Regions from separate parts of the Mus musculus genome. Here regions 2, 3, 4, 5, 6 and 7 are each linked to region 1. Evidence: chromatin contacts called from public promoter capture Hi-C data. All regions are on one chromosome and are shown on one strand. Each heading gives the region's core, a stretch centred on a gene start, on an enhancer-like site or on the middle of the called end of the contact. The rest is flanking DNA. Distances are from core to core; before and after follow the strand shown. Region 1 holds the start of Brd3os (bromodomain containing 3, opposite strand). Region 2 holds the start of Wdr34 (WD repeat domain 34). Region 3 holds the start of Odf2 (outer dense fiber of sperm tails 2). Region 4 holds the start of Cercam (cerebral endothelial cell adhesion molecule). Region 5 holds the start of Tubb4b (tubulin, beta 4B class IVB). Region 6 holds the start of Ndor1 (NADPH dependent diflavin oxidoreductase 1). Region 7 holds the start of Rapgef1 (Rap guanine nucleotide exchange factor (GEF) 1).

What was found. Promoter capture Hi-C pulls out the DNA fragments that hold promoters and counts their contacts.
Region 2: a promoter capture Hi-C map of liver shows a contact between it and region 1, with 5 times the contacts expected there. The contact joins the promoter of Wdr34 here to the promoter of Brd3os in region 1.
Region 3: a contact with region 1 is called in a promoter capture Hi-C map of liver, with 6 times the contacts expected there. The contact joins the promoter of Odf2 here to the promoter of Brd3os in region 1. A contact is called at or near these places in 3 of 39 promoter capture datasets (hippocampal neurons, liver and pre-B cells).
Region 4: a promoter capture Hi-C map of liver shows a contact between it and region 1, with 5 times the contacts expected there. The contact joins the promoter of Cercam here to the promoter of Brd3os in region 1.
Region 5: a promoter capture Hi-C map of liver shows a contact between it and region 1, with 3 times the contacts expected there. The contact joins the promoter of Tubb4b here to the promoter of Brd3os in region 1. A contact is called at or near these places in 3 of 39 promoter capture datasets (liver and pre-B cells).
Region 6: a contact with region 1 is called in a promoter capture Hi-C map of liver, with 3 times the contacts expected there. The contact joins the promoter of Ndor1 here to the promoter of Brd3os in region 1.
Region 7: a contact with region 1 is called in a promoter capture Hi-C map of liver, with 3 times the contacts expected there. The contact joins the promoter of Rapgef1 here to the promoter of Brd3os in region 1.

Annotation. Positions count from the first base shown.
Region 1 is chr2:27,441,050-27,443,831 of GRCm38.p6, reverse strand. It overlaps Brd3os (bromodomain containing 3, opposite strand), which reads right to left and starts at 1,396. Exons shown (of 2, transcript NM_001360791.1): 1 at 1,018-1,396; 2 at 1-904. The coding sequence starts at 449. The coding sequence ends at 195.
Region 2 is chr2:30,047,549-30,050,330 of GRCm38.p6, reverse strand. Wdr34 (WD repeat domain 34) reads left to right here and starts at 1,452. Exons shown (of 9, transcript NM_001008498.2): 1 at 1,452-1,647. The coding sequence starts at 1,462.
Region 3 is chr2:29,888,606-29,891,387 of GRCm38.p6, reverse strand. Odf2 (outer dense fiber of sperm tails 2) reads right to left here and starts at 1,398. Exons shown (of 21, transcript NM_001369060.1): 1 at 1,177-1,398; 2 at 386-622. The coding sequence starts at 417.
Region 4 is chr2:29,868,058-29,870,839 of GRCm38.p6, reverse strand. It overlaps Cercam (cerebral endothelial cell adhesion molecule), which reads right to left and starts at 1,346. Exons shown (of 12, transcript NM_207298.2): 1 at 1,115-1,346. The coding sequence starts at 1,302. It overlaps 2600006K01Rik (a long non-coding RNA gene), which reads left to right and starts at 429. Exons shown (of 3, transcript XR_003954007.1): 1 at 429-1,280; 2 at 1,470-2,268; 3 at 2,445-2,489.
Region 5 is chr2:25,223,241-25,226,022 of GRCm38.p6, reverse strand. It overlaps Tubb4b (tubulin, beta 4B class IVB), which reads left to right and starts at 1,321. Exons shown (of 4, transcript NM_146116.2): 1 at 1,321-1,489; 2 at 1,791-1,899; 3 at 1,979-2,089; 4 at 2,655-2,782. The coding sequence starts at 1,433.
Region 6 is chr2:25,254,084-25,256,865 of GRCm38.p6, reverse strand. Ndor1 (NADPH dependent diflavin oxidoreductase 1) reads left to right here and starts at 1,452. Exons shown (of 14, transcript NM_001082476.2): 1 at 1,452-1,649; 2 at 1,925-2,002. The coding sequence starts at 1,515. Tmem203 (transmembrane protein 203) reads right to left here and starts at 1,427. Exons shown (of 1, transcript NM_177344.3): 1 at 514-1,427. The coding sequence starts at 1,196. The coding sequence ends at 786.
Region 7 is chr2:29,618,282-29,621,063 of GRCm38.p6, reverse strand. Rapgef1 (Rap guanine nucleotide exchange factor (GEF) 1) reads right to left here and starts at 1,344. Exons shown (of 26, transcript NM_001039087.1): 1 at 1,001-1,344. The coding sequence starts at 1,061.

The DNA of each region.
Region 1 (2,782 bases), core at 147-2,646:
CACAGCAGGTGAGGGTCGGGGTGTGTGTCTCTCTTGCTTCCCTTTTGTTTGGAAGCATTTCCTGGGCTTGGGCAGTGAGAGGAGCATCTAGGTACCTGTTGTGCCCCTAATAAAGTGTTGGATGACATTCTTGGGTGTTGCGTTTTTATACCACGGCTTGATCTTCATGGCCATCAAGGGTCTTCTCCCTGGAATTACATGATTGAGCAAAACTTAGACTGGCCAGTGTCCCTAGAGACCCCAAGCTGGTTTTTGTCTCGAACTAAGATGGCCTCATTTCCATACTGGGAGTACCACATGCTGCGGCTTCTGCTCAGGTATGTACTAGGTGGTACAGACTCCAACTTCTGCTGCTCTTGTTGCCAAATGAGCAAGGACGTATCCCTGTACCGGAGGCGGGCATAGGATTCTGACAGGGCCTTTTCTGCCAGCGGGACTCGCCCACTCATCCCACAGGCCCAGCGTCCTGCACACCTGGCTTTCCTCCTAGGCCAGGAACAGCCGGCTGCTGTGCTTTGTAACTAGTTGGCCAACAACCTTGATGGCTGTTGGGTTTGGGAGTCCTTGTTCAACTTAATAGTGAAAGTAGGTAACTTAGACCTTCCATAGGCAAGATCCTCAGGAGGGCAGGAGAATCCAAGACACATCTCTGACCATTCAGGAGCCACGTGAGAGCCATTCCAGACAAAGTGCTCTAGTGTTGACAGTGACTCCACACCACTCCTGGGAAGCTTATCAGGTGTCCACTGCCGCTGCAATACTGCTGAGCTCAAAGAGATGTATCCAGGGTGTCTGCAGCAGGGGCTGGCCTGTCCACCCCGCTCAAAACACAATGGGGATGTGGACTAAGCGTTGGTTCAGGTCCTTTCTTCTAGCCAGTCTTCCACTCTTACCAAGGGTGACACTACAAAGGGAAGAAACTGTCGGAAGGGGAGGGGAGTCGGGGACAGGCCCAGCATGGGCCTCACCACCAGGAGCAGCCTCTATGGGCCAGAGTGTTCAAGCGAGGTTACTCACGGATGCAGCTTGCTGAGCTGAGCTGAGCGGAAGGATGAGGCGGATGGACAATCGCAGGTCCCTTAATAACCCACAGACGGTTGGCGGTCCCAGGGTCTCCTCTCCGCTGGTGAGAGAAGCGGTCCTCAGCTATGGAGTAGAGAGCTACTGGAAGGAGGAAGGATGCGAGCCCTACGCCCCAGCGGCCAGCAAAGTCACCGCTTGCCCGGATGCTCCAGCGAAGCAGACTTTGCCACCGGCGCTCGCGGACACGCGTGGGCCTGCTGACGCAAGGGATCCAGGTCCCGGGCAGAGCCAGGAGGCCGCGGCTACGTCTCCATGGCAGCGTCGCAGGCGTGGCGAGCCGAGCACCGAGGACCAGCCTGCAGACGGACACATCGATCATTCTGTGGGCGGGGCCAAAGACCTAGAGGGAGAGGAGGAGCGTCCAGAGGGCGGTGGGGAAGGAAAGGGGAAGGACTGGAGTGGGAGGGGGAGCTTGGAGAGAACTTAGGTTAGGGGGCGGAGAGAATAGGGGGAGGAGGAGATCCAGAGAAAAGGGAGAGGGGAGGAGCTTGAAGAGAGGAGGAGCCGGAGAAAGAGGCAGAGCGAGATCCAGGATAAGGAGAGAGTGGAGAGAGAGGAGGATCCCGAGAAATTTGGGAGTGTGTAGTGGGGGAAGAATCTAGGAGATGGGGAGGCTCTGGAGGGGGGAGCATGAAAGGAATGCTAGGAGAAGACAGAGCTAGGGAGGAGAGGATGAGGATTGAGAGGAGGAGCCTGAAGAGGCAGAGGAAGAAGAGGCGTTTGGGGGAAGCAGAGTGGGCATTGCAGAGTGGAGGGGGTGGTAAACACAAAGGGAGAAGCCAGGATAGAAAAGGAGCCTGGGGAAGACACTCTGGAGTCAGGACTGGGAGGGAGATGGGGCTAAGAGCTGGGGAGAAGAGCTTGGGGGCATTGTAAGGAGGAGCATGGAGGGTGAGGAGCGGCTAGGAAACCTGGAGGAGATGCTGAAGAGGGATTAGGAGTTAGCATTAGGCACCTTCCCAGTTCTCGATCCTAACATGGTTTCTGAGGTTTTCTTTCTTTCTTTCTTTCTTTCTTTCTTTCTTTCTTTCTTTCTTTCTTTCTTTCTTTCTTTCTTTCTTTCTCTCTCTCTCTCTCTCTCTCTCTCTCTCTCTCTCTCTCTCTCTCTCTCCCTCCCTCCCTCCCTCCCTCCCTCCCTCCCTCCCTCCGTCTCTCTCTTTCTTTCTTTCTTTTTTTGTTTTTTCGAGACAGAGTTTCTCTGTATAGCCCTGGCTGCCCTGGAACTCACTTTGTAGACCAGGCTGGCCTCGAACTCAGAAATCCACCTGCCTCTGCTTCCCACAGTGCTGGGATTAATTTTATGTTTGGGTTGGAGCTTTTGTGGTCTGGAGTTTGACGCCACGGCCTTGGGCATGTTAGGCAAGTGCTCTAAGGCTAAGCTTTGTCTTCAGTCCTTATTTTCTTTGTGCAGTTTCCTTCTCAGACCTATTGCTGTTATTATTGACATCCCACTCAGATGATGGGCACATTTGTTTTCAATTTATTTAATGTGGTGTGGGATGCATCATTTCAAAAGTAGCTGCGAAATTCCGCCATTCCACATACTGCTCATTTGAATTGTCCTAAAGCCCCAGGAAAATTCAGCATACACTCCTATTACACCCGACCAAACACTGTGACCCCGTGTCCATCATTTTTCTGCATAAGTTCTATTTTCACACTTTAGTCCGATGCCAGTTAAGAATATTGACATCAGTGG
Region 2 (2,782 bases), core at 203-2,702, 2.6 Mb before region 1:
GGAACTGGACTTGCAGACAGTTATTAGCTGCCACGAGGGTCCTGGGAAGTGAACCTGAGTGTCTTGGAAAAGCAAGCAGCCAGTGTTCTTAATCTTTGAGCTCTGAGTATGATTTTTGGAATCCTTGGTGATGTTTGCAAAGCAGTCCTTGTTAGGAAGACTTTTCTATGGCTTTTTATTATCCCTCCCAGTGCTGCTAATCTAATCGGCCTTCCTGGCCTTGGCTGCTCTGCTGAGGGGCATCCTGTCCCTGGGTGGTGCACTGAGAACAGGACCACGGCAGGCTTCCTAGTCTCAGAAAAGAGGAAATAGACCCAGAGGCCTAAACTAGCAGATGGTTGTCTAGAGGCTCCAGGCTTGGTTTGGGGGATCAGGCAAGCCACCTGTAAGATCTTACTGGGTGACTTTGGACGATTCCATATCTGACTGTAAGAGGCACAGGAGTAATAACAATTGAGCTATAGGGGTAGTTCATTGGTAGAACATAGGAGCTGGCATGCAGAAAGCCCGGGGTTCAACCCCAGCACTTCAAAAAGCAAACCAGCTAACTAACAAGCAAGCACACGGAAGGCTAAGGATTTAATAAGATAAACACTCATTTCTAAGCCTCTGCCGGCAGTGGTGGCGCACGCGTTTAATTAATCCCAGCACTCGGGAGGCAGAGGCAGGCGGATTTCTGAGTTCAAGGCCAGCCTGATCTACAAAGTGAGTTCCAGGACAGCCAGGGCTATACCGACAAACCCTGTCTCGAAAAACAAAAGAAACAAACAAAAAAACCCAAACAAACATAAGCCTTTGGGTGCTTGGCTTGACACACTATAGGCACGCACTAACTTGTAGTTAACATTTCGTGTGTGTTGAGGACTGAACCTGGGGCCATCTATCATTGAGATCAACTTCTCCTGTGGTTAGTCTCGAATTTTAATTTAACAAGCATTTTATTTTATTGTTTATGTAAATTTATTATTAGGCCTCCCATCCATTCAATCCCACGTTCGATCTGTGTATGATCTATTTCATTCCATTCATTGGAAATGATGCCAACTCAAATGGCGCAAAGTACAGTTCTGGAGTAGTCGGCTGCTTCCAGCCCGGCCGGTTCTCCGGACCAGCATGGCCCACTAGGCCTGCGGCGGTCCTGCCTCTGCGCCCGGCCGCTCAGCGCCATCTTTGAACCTGGAGCCCACGCCTCACTTCCGCTCTTTTCCTTATACCACGAAGAGCTGTTCCGGACCCCCAAATGGCCTCTGGGCATAGGGCAATCCCAAATCGCTGCGGTTTTGTTGTATTGGCTGATAAACATTTTCATTATTTTTCTTCTGGGCCTTAAAGACGATGCTGTAACCAGTTCAAAAACGGCGCCCACAGCTTCACTTCCTCTCGTCGGACTTCCGTTTGTGGGGGGCGAACCCGCTAAGGTCACGTTCCAGGGCGCAGGCGCGAGAGGGCGGGACCGTCGCCATGGCAATGTGCGCGTCGCCCAGGCCTTTTCGGCGCGTTGGAAGCGCTGGAGCTGCTGCCCTGGCTGCTGGCGGGGCTGGCGGCGCCGAACGGCGAGGGCGGCCTGCGCCTCTTCAGGATGAGACCCTGGGCGTGGCGTCCGTGCCCTCGCAGTGGAGGAGCGTCCAGGGGATCCGCGGGGAGACGGTGAGGGCGCGGGCCCGCTATGGCAGCGCGGGCGGGAAGGCCTGGCGCAGCGTTGTGTTTTCACGGCTTTTTTGTTTTTGTTTTTTCGAGACAGGGTTTCTCTGAGTATCCATCCCTAGCTGTCCTGGAACTCAGAGATCCGCCTGCCTCTGCCTCCCAAGTGCTGGGACGAAAGGCGTGCGCCACCACTGGTCCGCGTGTTTTCATGTTTTAATGAAAAAACTCACAGATGCTTTCGCGTTAGCCTTTTTTTCGGTCTCTGAGGAGAAAGAAACCAACCAACGAAAACAAACAACAACAAAAGCAAACCAGGACAACAGAACTCTTAGGGGTCCCATGCTGTCGTTAAATGACATGTAGTTAATTTACATGGTGGATCGTGCACGTGTCACAGCGCCTGTGGAGGTCAGAGGAGAACTTTACACAAGGTTGTTATTTCTTTGCACCACGAGGGGCCTGGGAATCCAACTCAGGGTGTCATGCTTGGCTAAGTGCCCTTACCAGCTGAGCCATTTTTGGAAGTTTTTTTTTTTTTTTTTTTTTTTGTGAATAGCAGTTTTTAGGCATTTCAACTTGACATTATTGGTGTTTGAAATGGTCAGATACCTTGAGGGCTAGCTTGAACGGTTTTCTATGTTCCTTTGTTGTTGTTCTTTTGTTTGTTTGTTTGCTTTTGTTTTTGTGAGACATGAGTTTCACTGTGTGCCCTGGATGTCTTGAAACTTGCTCTGGAAACTAGGCTGGCCTTGAACTCAGAGATTGCTGGAATTAAAGGCCTCTCTCACCACTGCCCTGCTATGGTTTTCTAGTGTAACCCAAAAACATACAAATAATGAGATAACGGAGGCCTGATGCTGACCAACTGGTGTGTTAGGGATTCATCAGCAGGGAACCTGGAGATAGCTGCTTTCCCGGTGGTTGCAAGGATTACAGTAAGCCATGTATGTAGACAATGTACTGTAATGCCACATCGGTGTGTCATGTTACCGACAGAGCAGGGCTGAGGAACTGTTGGAAAAATGGATGTTGAGTGGCATTTGAGAAGACCAGATCAAGCGTGAGCACTGGCCGACTCTGGAGCTGGGGTCAGCACATTTGTTTGAGGTGTTGGAAGGGGCTGGAGAATCCTTGAGGA
Region 3 (2,782 bases), core at 149-2,648, 2.4 Mb before region 1:
CAAGTTTTCCCCCCTTCTACTTACTTATAATATCTCTGCTCACTTTAACACTAGTTTAGAGGTGCCATGGTGGGAAACGCTTTTAAGCCACCACATGGGACGTGGAGAAAGGAGAATCGGGAATTCAAGCACAACCTTGACTACCTAGTGAGTCTGAAGCCAAGCTGAACTCAAAGCATTAAGAGTGATCTTGTTTGCTACTAGTAAGCTGTAGGCGGGGGAGGGGAGTCTTTACTCCTCCCCTTTCAAAGTCACTTTCAAGTGTTTTGGGTCCAGACTTTCAGTACCTGGGAAACTAAAAAAAAGTTTCCATTGAGCCTGGCCTGGGGAGCCCTGACCACCTTTCCCTGCCCTACTGCAAAGGCGCCCCCCACATTGGCTGTACCTGGGGGAGCCGCCTGAGGATGAGGCAGACATGGTTAAGCATCAAAGCCGCAAAGATGGGCAATTGGGTCGGCAGGCTCTGCTCAGGGGGACCCAGAGGGGCTGGCCAATGAGAATCTCAGGGGCCGGGCATCAAACGTCCTCTCTCTGAGGGGAGGAGGGTGGAAGCTTTGGGGGTGGCAGTTGGATGAAAACTTGGGAGGCGCTCCTCTACTGTCCAAGTCGCACAGCAACTGTCCTGCCAAAGTGGGGAGGGAGGGAGACAGGAGAGGCTGAGCGACCTGCGGGGTGCCGAGTGCGCCGCCAGGAGGCAGGTGGAGGGCGCGGCAGGACAGTGAGGGGCCACGTCACTGAAAGGAGGACAACGACCAGCATGCCCAGACCCCACCCGGGAAGAATAGCGGGCCGACGGCTACTAGGGTTTAAACCTGAGGGCTGCCTGGAGTGCGAAGAAGGTGAGAACTGCTAGGCCCCAAGTGGGCCCCCCAGGGGCGGGAACCCGCACAGGGAGCTGGAGGGATCTTCGGGACAGTGCCTGGGCAACTGTCTCCTAGGTGAAGGGGCGTTCCCGGCAGAATAGCTACCAGGGAGAACCAATAGATGGAAGGGGTGGAGCGGCGGCCTAGGCGGGGCGGCATGGAGAGCCAGACCGCTCCTGGATCACCCACATCCCTGGAGCTGGTCTGGAGGGTCCCCGGAGGCCTGCCCACCCCGAGCGCATGTAACTGCTGCGGCCCAGTCCGCAGAGAGCAGGGGTGGCCTCCGGGGAGGATGGGGCGCACGGCCACCCACCAGCGGGCAAGAGGGGACGGGGTTCTGCCCATAGAAGGGCGCAGCCCTGCCCGAGGACAGCAGAGGAGGGAAAGAGCGCTGCCGATGGCCCGGAGAGGACGGAGGCGGCCGGCCCGCCCGTTAGCGGGAGGAGGAAGGGCCCGCGCCCAACGAGGAGCGGGGCGGGCCGGGTTCGGACGCAGGAAGGAGCGCGCCTAGACTCGGGGACGGTGCCCGGTCGAGCCAGCCCCGGGAGCGCGGGGCTTGAACCCGCGGCACTCTACGCCCTGCCCCGCCGCGTGGCCTCTCACCAAGAGCGGCACGGCTGCGCCCAGAACCGTCTCCTTATGAAGTCGTTGAAGTCGGAGGCCAGGGTCGTGCCATGGAGACGCCGCGGCGGATGCAGTCCGGCTCCCGCGGCGGCTCCTCCCCGCTTCCGCCTCCTTTTCCGACAACCGGTCGGCAGCTCGCCCATTGGCCAGTTCAAACCCCCCCCGGAGCCTCTCGGGTTTCGCCATTTAGGCCCAGCCCCCAGCGTCACAGAGATGCCCCGCCCCACACGGGGACGCTCCGCCCACTTCTGGGTCACGAGGCCTGTCCACCGCCCCGTCGTCAGGGAGACACGCGACGCCTCCCGCGCCAGCCGGCCTGGTCTTGCCCCACCGTTCAGGCCACCGAGTCCCCTCCGCCATTTTGCCCTGGTCCTCCTGAATCCTGAACCCTAACGCGCTCCCCTCGAAACACAGGAGGAAGCTGGACGCAGAGGGCGTCTGTACAAGCGACAGGCTGGGGCTTCTGGAAAGCCATTCCTATGCCTCGGCCGCTCAGTGCAGACAACTTGTGCACACTCCACAAACTGTACCCCTCTCCCACACGCCCCAAACCGAAGGAAGAGGCCGCACTCCCCACGCCCCTGCCGCCCTCCCGCACACCGTACGCCGCTTCTATACGGACCTGCTCTGCTGAGGTTCTCTCTGCTGAGCCGCCATCTTCTCAACTATGCTTCCCTGTTAGCCAATCGTGGGGGACTGTCACGAGGCTCACGTTCCCGCCCTGGATTCTGGGAGACTTTAACAACCTCCGGGCTGGGTAGACCTCATTTCCTTGACACCTTAACTCCAACACAGTAGTTGTGCTCCCACCAGCTCCTCCCTGGAGCGTGAACTACCTTCCCACCTCCACAGCCGGCAGGGCAGTCTTACCATGTCATATTTGTTCGTCAACCCTTGACGGTTCATTTTGTGCGTGCAACCCTGGCTGGCCTGGAACTTGCTGCGTTTGAGCAGAAATCTGCCTATCTCTGCTGCTTGCTGGGGTTATAGGAGTACACCAGCAAGCCGAGCCTTTCTTCTTCTTCTTCTTCTTCTTCTCCTTCTCCTTCTCCTTCTCCTTCTCCTTCTCCTTCTCCTTCTCCTTCTCCTTCTCCTTCTCCTTCTCCTTCTCCTTCTCCTTCTTCTTCCTTCTTCTTCTTCTTCTTCTTCTTCTTCTTCTTCTTCTTCTTCTTCTTCTTCTTTCTTCTTCCTTCTTCTTTCTTCTTCCTTCTTCTTCTTCTTCTTCTTCTTCTTCTTCTTCTTCTTCTTCTTCTTCTTCTTTCTTCTTCCTTCTTCTTCTTCTTCTTCTTCTTCTT
Region 4 (2,782 bases), core at 97-2,596, 2.4 Mb before region 1:
CAAGCAAGCCCCTGACCCCTGAGCCATCCTCGGCCTGAGTGCACTTGAAAAGTCCCTTGAGCTTAAAGATTGCACCTGCCACGTCCCTTCACTTCCGTCCCTCTTCATGGCTCCACACATCAGGCCTTTTCCAGCTCAGAATCAGACAAAACAGTCATTGCCTTTCTCTCCTTACCTAACTCCCCCCAGCTGTAATTAGGCTCACACCATGCTCCGACAACCCCTGAGAAGTGTTAGTGGTGATCCAAGTTCTGTTACCATGGAGCACAGCTTTCCCTCTGCTGGGGAGGGGGCTCTAGTAATGGAGGTGGAAGGCTTAGCCAAGAGCCCAGGTTTTAGGCGATGCTGTTCCTTTAAGCCAATTCCCCAGAACTACGTGTCAAGTCTTACAGGGGTGGGAACTAACTAACTCCCCAAGTGTGGTGGCTGTGGGCAGCCTCCCCAGGCCACAGCTCCACCCCAGCCCAACTTTGGTGTGCTGTGAGGAGTACTCTATCTCCAGCCTCTGCTCAGGCTCCTCCCTGTTTTGACTTTTTTAGACAGGGTACTGCAACCTCTGATCCCAGCGTCCCATGAGACCACACCCTTGGCTATCAGAACCAGCCAGCCCCTCTCTCTACCCAGAGAAGCTTAGCAGTACCACTCAGAAGGGCACCCGAGCATGCCGCCTGGAGCTGAGGGTTCCCTCCACCTGCTCTCTAGAAACCTCCAGTCTGACTGATCCTTTCTATGCTGGGCCCCAGGGGATTCCAGAGGTTCAGTCTGTTCTACCGCACATCAGGCAGACCACAGGTCTTTACTGCGATGTACTGCCGAGCCCCAAGGGCTAGGTCAGAAAGGACAGGCCTAACTGAAACCCAGGGGAAACCCGGGAAGCCGGGGACGCCCGAGACATGTAGGGAGCCCAAAGGAGGGGTGAGTGTCCCTGGGCTGAACCCTGGCCTCAGAGGTCTATTCTTGCCCCGCGGGGTCTAGGAATACTGTTGAAGGGCTGTCTGGGAGGGAGGAGCTTGTTCGGGTTGTGTCTGGGCAGAAGTAATGAGGCCTCCAGGTCAAAAGCCTTCCTGGGTCCTGGGGCTTGATGCCCATATGCACCCACCCCTGGATCTCTCACCAGAGGGCCAGCCTGGCCCGGGGGTAGTCCAGGCGCTCCAGCGCACCCAGGTAGTGGGGCAGAGAGTGTTCAGCATTGCGGGCCAGGATGGCAAGGACCACGGTGGGTAGCGTCGGCTCTGTGACACTGGCAGCCCGGAGCTGCTGCCCCAACAGGAGCAGCAGAGGTAGGAGCCGCGCAACGTGCATGGCGGGACTCGGTGGCTGTGGAGGGCCCCGGGTTTCCCACCACAGTAGGGAGGGGGCGGGATGGGCGGGGCATGGAGGCGGGGTCTTAGAGGGGCGTGGTTACTGCCTTGGGGCCCCTGCGCCCCTCTTAGGCGCCTGTACGCTCCGCTGTCCTCTTCTCCGCCCAGGCCCTAGAGGTCCAGGGTTAGGCACCTGCTCCAGACGCGTCCTGGGGTCCGCCTTCTCCGTGTGGACCTCGGAAGGCGTTGGCACGGAAGGAAGGATCCGTGGGCCATGGTGGACCGCTTGTACCATGGGCGTTCATCTCACTCCTGGAATACTGACACCCGGGATTCCCGGCTCTCTGCCTCTCAGCCGTGGAGGCTGCAGTCTTCGCGAGGAGCCCAGGTTCCCGCCCCCTGCTCCATCTGAGACGCCCTCTGGCGGCCTGAGGCAGTAACTCCACATACCCAGCAGATGACGCGATGAGTTGGAGAGCAAGCCCAAGCTTGGGGGAGAGGACTGAGTGCAGCTGATCTGGCCACTTCCGCGACCTCGCATCACCTCCGCAGGCTCCGGCCCTTAAAGCAAAGCCCTTCTTTCAATTGCTTTGTTTGTTTGTTTGTTTGTTTGTTTGTTTGTTTCGAGACAGGGTTTCTTCTCTGTGTAGCCCTGGCTATCCTGGAACTCACTTTGTAGACCAGGCTGGCCTCGAACTCAGAAATCCACCTGCCTCTGCCTCCCAAGTGCGGGATTAAAAACGTGCGCCACCACCGCCCGGCTTCAATTGCTTTTTAATACAATAAAATTAAAGATTGCATCTTTAACTTCCCAAATAAGACCTAAGCAACATCATCACATTGACTCTGAGGAGCATTTCGTTTGACACAATGTGTTTGTTTTTTCTTTTGAAAGAAGAGTTATTTGGGAGGGGATGCACTTGGTCCTGTGGAGGCTTGATGCGCCAAGAAGGAGGATACTAGAAGGGTGAGGAGGGAACAACGGGTGGGTGGGTGGTTGAGCTCCCTCTTAAAGGCGAAGGGGAGGGAGGTGGGATTGGGGAGATCCTGGAGGGAGGACTGGGAAGGGGAACAACATTAAAACATAAATAAGGGCTGGTGAGATGGCTCAGTGAGTAAGAGCACCTGACTGCTCTTCCGAAGGTCCGGAGTTCAAATCCCAGCAACCACATGGTGGCTCACAACCATCTGTAACAAGATCTGACGCCCTCTTCTGGAGTGTCTGAAGACAGCTACAGTGAACTTACATATAATAAATAAATAAGTCTTTAAACAAATAAATAATAATGATAATGATGGTAATAATAAAGCAGAGCCCACTCCGACTGAGGGTAGGACTTAGGGGTCACCACAGAACCTCTGATGGCAACCCATCCCGCTTCCAAAATAGGAGATACAGCCTCCTTTGGGACAGAGCAAATCTTGGGACTCTGTTAGAATGAAAGGGAATCTCCAACCTCTCTTAGGAGAGAAAAAAGGAT
Region 5 (2,782 bases), core at 72-2,571, 2.2 Mb after region 1:
AGTTCATTCCAAAAGCCAGAAGTGGCTAGACTGAGACAGACCCATTGTATAATATTCCTTTAAAAAGTTACACATCAGACATGAAGACTAAGAACTGTAGTCCTTGCATTCTGGAGGCTAAGGCAGAATTCCAGGTTACAGGCCAGACGACTCTGTCTCATAAGCAATGGCGTAGAGAAATTACCAACTAGACCATTTTGTGGGCAGAAAGATATTGGGGATCAAAATGCCAAGGTGGGGGGAGCAAATGGAGAAAAAGGATTGTTTCAGAACTACTTGCCTTCGAGAGGTAGCTGACTTGGGAGGGAAGGTTAAAGTTAAGGTGAACAGAAATCACTTTAAGAGACCTGCTCTTCTGGTAAACAGAAACTTTTAAGCTTGTTTACCTGGTCAAGTCCTGTTTAGGACAATGTCAGCACTACCATTTTGGGGGTAGGGGTGCTTTGGACCTGACCCTGAAAAAAAAAAAAAGAAATATGTACATGTATTGCTCTCCATTACAGGACAGGGACTTGCACACGTTTGTTTGTTTGTTTTTCCCTCTAACAGTCATGGCCAGGCATGCCCAGCCCTGTAGTCTCCATGCAGCTCTGTGCGCACTTGGAACTCAGGCTCCAAGGAAACCGGCTCTTGGCCAGCAAGTTTCCACAACATCTAGGGAGGCCGAAGGGGCGGAGGGATGGCCCTCCCAGGGGTGGGGTGGGGAGGGGAAGAGAGAAGGGGGGGGGGGAGAGGGGAGGGGGGAGAGAGAGAGAGACAGATAGAGACAGAGGACCCCGCGCCTGCCCAGTGCGTCCCGGAAGGGCCCGGCGCCTCATCCAGAGCCTATTATTGTTAGCGTTTCAATTCGCCTCAGCTTGAGGCTTGCAAGGTGTGTTCCGGATCGACAATGCCTGCCCGCGTCTCCTTTCTCTCCCCGCAGCAGCTGCCAGACCTACCAAGCCGCCCGAGCCCACAAAGCTCTGAAAAGTCGCCCCCTCCCTTTCAGCCGGAAGCTGGCTTTCCACGTCCCACCCGCGCGCTGCACTGCGGCGGTTACCAGGACGCCAAAACAGCGCAGCCAATAGTGTCAGGCTCTCGGAGTGCTCCCAGGAGGCAGCCAATGGAAGTGCAAATCAATCATTTGAAACACCCAATGGATTGAGCACTGCGGCGCCAGGGCGGGGATTGTGATAGGGGGAGCCGTAGGCAAGCGTGACCAATAATGAGAGTATATTGTTGGGAAGGCGGGCCCCAGACCGCTCGATTGACGGAAATGTAGCCAATCAGACAAGGATAATTCGTGGCCTCGTTCTGAAAGCCCAATCCTGTGCTGACGAGGGCGGGTCATAAGAGGTATATAAATGTTGGCAGAGCGTCGGTTGTAGCACTCTGTGCGCCTGCTCCTCCCGAAGTGCTCCTCTTCTACAGCTGTTCCGCAGTCGCCGCCGCCATGAGGGAGATCGTGCACCTGCAGGCTGGGCAGTGCGGCAACCAGATTGGCGCCAAGGTAGGAGGCTAGGTTTCTGCGAGCCAGACGCCACTGGGACAGCCAGCCGGGGAAGATGGCGGAAGCGGCCCGGAGCGTCGCCCTTCATTGCGTCCTGGATACCGGCGTACGCTGGGCCGAGACGTAGCGCCGGTGGCTGGTGTCGGTGGGGCGGACGGTGCGCGGCCCTTAGGGATTCGTCGCCCTGGCGCTCCTGAGACTGGAGGGAGGGGGAGGGCCTGCCGCACCCATCCGGGGCGGGGCTGCCTTGGAGCGCACCGGCCGGCCGGCGTGACTCAGCTAACGCCCGACTCCCTTGCAGTTCTGGGAGGTAATCAGCGACGAGCATGGCATTGATCCCACTGGCACTTACCACGGAGATAGCGACCTCCAGCTGGAGCGCATCAACGTGTACTACAACGAAGCCACCGGTAAGGCTCCTCTACCCCATCCATCCTCCTCACCACCCTTCCAGTTTGAGCACACTTGACGTCCCCCTGTCCCAACCAGGTGGCAAGTATGTGCCCCGCGCCGTGCTCGTGGACTTGGAGCCCGGCACCATGGACTCGGTGCGTTCAGGGCCCTTCGGGCAGATCTTCAGACCTGATAACTTCGTCTTTGGTGAGTGTGGTGGAGGTGTGGACGGGCTTGCTACCCATGAGGCTCAAAGGTCAAGGGGCTGACCTAAAGTTCTTCCTTAATAGCCACCAGGTGTACACTTTCTTGCCCTCTGAGTCACTCAATCCCTTGGCCGAAAGCAGCTTTAGGAGGAAGGTCCAACTGACTGCGGGTAGATTAGTTGCTAGTAGAGAGTATGAGAAGACCTGACCTAGTGGCAGGGGCCCTGTACTCTCCTTGAACATTGGCAGGGGTGCCTTTGGAAGTATTTACTGTCTTAGCTCTAGTGTGTTCTGTACATCTCCGTCTGGTCTCCCCCACCCCCCATCCCCAATCTATGTATCCCTGCCTGGCCTCTTTAACTGTAGACCAGGCTGACCTTAAACTCAGAACTACCTGCCTACCAAGTGCTGGGATTAAAAGCTTGTGCCATTATGCACAGCACCCCCTCTCCCCTTTTTTTTAACATGGCAGATTGTTTTGGGTCTGTACACTTTATTCAGTGTCACCTCATGTCATTTGGCCCCTTGGGCACATACTTAGTGTGACCTACTGTTTTCTCTTACAGGTCAGAGTGGGGCTGGGAACAACTGGGCCAAGGGGCACTACACAGAAGGTGCAGAGCTGGTTGACTCGGTGTTGGACGTTGTGAGAAAGGAAGCTGAGAGCTGTGACTGCCTGCAGGGCTTCCAGCTG
Region 6 (2,782 bases), core at 203-2,702, 2.2 Mb after region 1:
TGCTCTTCTGAAGGTCCTGAGTTCAAATCCCAGCAACCGCATGGTGGCTCACATCCATCCGTAACAAAATCTGATGCCCTCTTCTGGAGTGTCTGAAGACAGCTACAGTGTACTTACATATAATAAATAAATAAATCTTTAAAAAAAAAAAAAAAAAAAAAAAAAAAAAAAAAAAAAAAAAAAAAAAAAAACTGCAATCGGTTGAGCCAGGAAATCAAGCAATGCCTTGAGACCAGAATTTTTTCTCAGATGGCAGATACCCACACAGGGCCCTATTCATGCCCTTTCTCAACAGTCTGCTTTCTCTTTGTCTTTGTGAGGTGGAATGAACAAAAGGCTAGTCTTTGGCAGAAAAGAGGAAAAGGGATGCCAGCCCTCTTTATCAATCGTATAAGTCTGCCCTGGACAGATGAAGGGACATGCTCTGAGGTCAGTGCTGCTGAGTGAACAAGCTGATTTATAAAGGGGGCACATCACCATGGGAAATACTCAGAGCCCAGCAGGATATTTTACTTATATGCAGTCTCCAAATGCTGGAAAAGTTCAGTATTGACTGGCAATTCAGAGCATGAATAACTGGAAATAAGTTTTAATAAACAAGACTTCACTTTTAAGCTTTGCTCGAGGAAACGATCTTATATATAAAGAAAACTGGACAGTAAACTGGGCACAAGCAAACACTGATTTCTGACCAAAGCTCCACCAGTGTGGCACCAAGTTGGGTCAGGACCGGGAGGTCCAGAACTCCAGCTGCGCAGTGCTCCATTTCCAGCCACTGCAAGAGGCTAGTTGACGCGACAAGCCCGGATCATGAGCAGCTGCAGGAGAATGAAGACCGGAGACGTGATCAGGCCGAACCAGAGCTCTCGAGTCTGCTCCACTAGCTTCTGGCACAGCAACATCTCAAAGACAAACTTGAGGCTAAGGACGGTGAGAACCCAGAAGAGGCGCAGCACAGCCAGTCGCTTCTCCCCATCTTGGAAGAGTCGAACGGAAACGATGGTGGTGAAGTAGGTACTGAGCCCGTCGGCGGCGAAAAAGGGCACAAAGACGTTCCACCAGGAGAGGCCCGGAGTCAAGCCATCCACTCGCAGTGCCAACAGTACGGAGAACACCAACAGGGCCAGCAGGTGCACGAATATCTCAAAGGTGGCGAAGCCCAGCCACTGCACCAGCTCCCGCAGCGAGAATAACATCGCGCCTGCTTAACACCGGCCACCGGTGCCCCGCACCGGGCTGTGACGTCTCCGACCGCAGACCTGGCGACCGCCTGCTGCCGCCGCTGCACACGGGAGGCAGCAAGCAGCCCAACCTGGCCTGGACGCCGGCCCTGGGGCTCTGCGACCCTGAGGACCCCAACCCCGGACCCGGAACCGGAGGCTAGCAGAAGCCCGTGGTGTCCAGATGCTATCCCCGCCCCTCCCCCCGCTGGCGCAGTTGAAACGCGTCATTTCCTGTTGACAGCGGAAGGGGGAAGTTGGTGAGGTGTGCGGTTCTGGCCGGCGTGTGCAGTAATGCAGGTTCCACAGCTCCTGGTGCTTTTCGGCAGCCAGACTGGTACAGCCCAGGACGAGGCGGAGAGGCTGGGCCGTGAGGCCCGGCGCCGGCGGCTAGGTTGCCGCGTGCAGGCTTTGGACTCTTACTCCGTGGTGAGGCTCGGGCGCTACGGCGGAGACCCTCCACCGGACTTCGCGCCCTCGGATGGAGGACGTTTGAGTGAGGCCCTTTGGGCCCAAGCGGATTCAGGGGAAAGGGAGGCACTAGGTTGAGGCCTGAGAAAGTAAAGCCTGGTAGCCAGTGGGAATAAGTGTCCAAACACTTTTACTCTGTTCCCCTAGGTGAAGGTGGTGGTGGGATGCGGTGCAGGGAGGGCACTGATCAAGGCTGCCAGAGACCTTACATCTACTTGTGTCTTGTCCTCGAGGCGAATCTCATTAGGGAGCCCCTGGTGATATTTGTTTGTGCGACCACAGGCCAAGGAGACCCTCCTGACAACATGAAGGTAAGGTTGGCCTAATGTGTACCCTCATCCTGTTTTCATTGCTGTATAAGAGTCCCAGCGTGCACAGAAATAGCTTCCCTTCAACGCGTGTTGAGTATGAGAGGTGCCTTTGAGAGAGATTCTTTTTGTAGATCCGAGGAGAGAAATAGCTCTTAAAACCACACCTGGTGCTAGGGAAAGTGCCAGATGTTCAGAGAGTAAAGGGGGTCCTGAAATCGTACACAACTCTTGGGAAGGAAGGAGCACACCTTTAATTCTAGCTCTTGGGAGGCAGGAGCAGATGGAGCTGGCCAGGGCTACATAGAACCTGTCTCTAAAATAAATTAATAAAAGGAGGGGCAGATGGTGGTGAGAAGCAACCTGTGTAAAGGGCAGAAAGTTGAGGATTCCCCAGCCATGAACTGTGCTGACAGAAAAGGGGTAGGAAGAAAGGTTCATTCAAAAATCCTGGATAGCTACAGTGAAATGTCCTATTAAGATGAAAGCTATAGGGACTATGGAATTGACACAGTGATGCTGTCAGTGTAGCAAGACCACCACCTATCTGAACATGGCAAGAATAATGCTAGGCAATAAATATATCCCCGTAAGCAGGAGGTGCACACGTGCCTTGAGCTGGGTGGTGGCCCAAGGCTGAATAAATCAGGCATATTCCAGAGAGCCCAAAAGGTAGACTCAGCAGGGTGTGTAATCAGAGGGATATAAAAGATGAGGGCAGAATCACAGCACAAGAACCCAAAGTAAAGCCGGGGGAGGTTGTGCACGCCTTTAATCCCAGCA
Region 7 (2,782 bases), core at 95-2,594, 2.2 Mb before region 1:
GTTTAATAAACAACACAACCCAGAGACCAAACACAGAATGAAGACACATAGCTCAAAAGAGAATACCAAAACGTTTGTCCCTGTGTTTAAACCAGGGCTGCAAAAGTTACATTCATTGCTGGTTGGTCCCCTGCTAATATACATCCAAATATCCTCAAGTCCACCTATGAAATGGCAGCTTCCAAAAATTAGTGCGGCCGAACACCTTTTCAGGTTCTTACAAGTCTGCCTTCTCTACTAAGTTTCCAGGATAACTGGGTATCCCCACTGTGACAACCCCCAACCCAGGCCCTGGACCACTCACTGCCTACCTTACCTACCAGCCAAGAACCCGCCCTCCCGTAAAAGGAGTCCCTGCTTGACGGCTAATTAAGCTCTGGGCCCCATATGCACAACAGTAATTGACTCTCGGGAGTATCTAACTCCCAGAATATGCAAGCCGGGGGGCGGGGGAAAAACTGGGAGGCGACTCCCCAAGATTTCCAGGAACACACAAAGAGATGAGGTTTGCACCAAGATCGCATCCACCTTATTCCCCCATCCCCAATGACTCTCCACTTGCCCTGCTTGCAGAGCAAGGCAGAAATATTAGAGGACAACTTGGCTGCTCCCTGAAACATCGCTCCAACACACCCTAGCCTGCTGTCCTTTGAAGCCACCGAAGTGGACACTTGTGGTTAAACTCGAGGCTCATTAGGAGTGACACATTTTATAACTGGGCTGCCGATCACCTCTGGAGCGCGCCTGCTCTTCTGCATGCGGTCGGGGCCAGGCCTCCTAAGGGTCCCGGGCTCCAGCCATTGTGGGATGTTCCAGGGAACAAGGCTACAGGGACCTCCACTCGCTCCCCCAGAATCCTGCTAGCATCACAGGCCCCCCGCCGCCGGGCAGGCCCGGTTCAAAGATGGCCCTCGCGGCGTCGCTGCCAGGCTGGGGCCCGGACTGGGGGTCTAGCGCACGAGGCCAGGAGGCGCGCCGCCCGCCCGCCCGCCCGCCTCACCTGCTTTCTCGATCTTGCCGGACATTTCCGGGCTGCGCCGGAGGCCGAGGCCGCTGCTCATCAGGGCCCGGCCCGGCCGCTGCGGGATAAGAGGCCGGCGCGCCCGCCGCTCTACTGGACCGGTGCTCGCCGCGCCTCACACTCGCGCCGTCATGGCGGGCTCCGCGCGGCCGCGGCTCGTGCGCTCGCCGCCCGCGCTCCAGCCCGCACCGGGCCTGCCACTCCGCCGCTCCACCTCCCGCGCAGCCGCCGCTCCGGGGCCGCGAGCCGCCGGCCGCAGCGCCGCGCCGCCGCCCGCCCGCCGGCCTGGGCCCCGCGGCCACGGCGCCACCTGCCGGAAGCCCACCGCGCCGCTCGCGCCACAGCGCCCCCTGATGGCCCGGAGCCGAACTAAGCCTGGCGCGAGGCGCAGCGCCCTCTACCGGCTTGGAGTCCTCCGCGCCACAGCTCGGTATAGACCCCACCCCTTTCCTCAGACACAGAGAAAGAGATCAAACCTATGACTGACAGCTCCAATTCAGGACTTCCGCATGCCCTCCCATCAAAGATCAGAGCCTCCGGTAACCCAGAGTTTTCCATCTCAAGTTGTGGGCTAGCTTTCCGTGTCTGTTACCCAAGTTCAGCATCCTCCTCAGGCCCAAAGCTCCTCTAATTGATCCTAAACTAGACTCAACAACACTGAAAACACAAGAAGCCTGCTCAACAACGTTTGGGACTGCCACCCACCTTCACCCCGTCATCCCCCATACACACTATGTGAGTCTCAAGGGCCAGTGAAAGGCAGAACCTTTAGCCAGATGTGGGCCCCGATCCTCCAAGCCAAGGCTGAGGCCCAGACCTGGAGTGACACAGAAGATCTGGTTTGCTTTGCTCACGAAACCCTCCAATGGGAACATCCAGCTTAAAGAGCAGTCTTTTCTAGTATGCAAATGAGTTCGTTTACAGTTCATTTTAGGCATTCAAAGAACCTTTGCTATGTATGATGTCATATCCTACCATGACTAACCCAGTGGATTCTTCCCTTCAAACAAGCTCATGAATAGGTTGGAGAGTCAAATCATATCATTAAGTATTAGTGAGCAATACGTTTTAGCAAGACAAGAGATACAGGGAAGGGCGCTCCCTGCTCACTGTTTTTAGCTAAGATGGAATTCACATCAGCAGCGAGTGTGCAAGCACATGTGTGCGCGCACAGAGAGAGAGAGAGAGAGAGAGAGAGAAAGTGAGTGCTAGGCTAGGGACCATCCAAGATAGCTCAGCAAGTAAATGCAACTGCTGCCGAACTTGACTAGACCTACACGGCTGAGGGAGAACCAATTTCTGCAGAGTGTTCTCTGACTTGCACACACACATATACACACACACAGAGACACACTATGTAACTTAAGAACACTTAGAAGTCTGCTTTGCCTCTAGATATGTAAGCTAGTGGTAGGGCAAACCTTGAGAGATGTGCAGGGAGAAGTTCAGGGTGACGGATGCCACCAAAGATTTCTATTTCCATCTCCCTATACTCTACAGTCCCCTGATTCTGTGACTGAGGGCTGCCTACAATCGGCAGCCAAATTTCCAGAGCCATGGGTCCGAACCCTCTAGGGGTCAAAGGCCAAGCCAAAGATTGACAAATTCATTTCCCTTTTCAAGTTGACAAATGGCTGCTCAGGGCCAGAATGGCTCTGCTCTGCTCTGGTGGAAGCTGCATCAGCAAGGCAAAATTGGCGAATCGCTCAAGGCCCGCCCTCCAGCTCTCCCTGGGTGCTTAGCCTTCCAGACTTCTGAGCT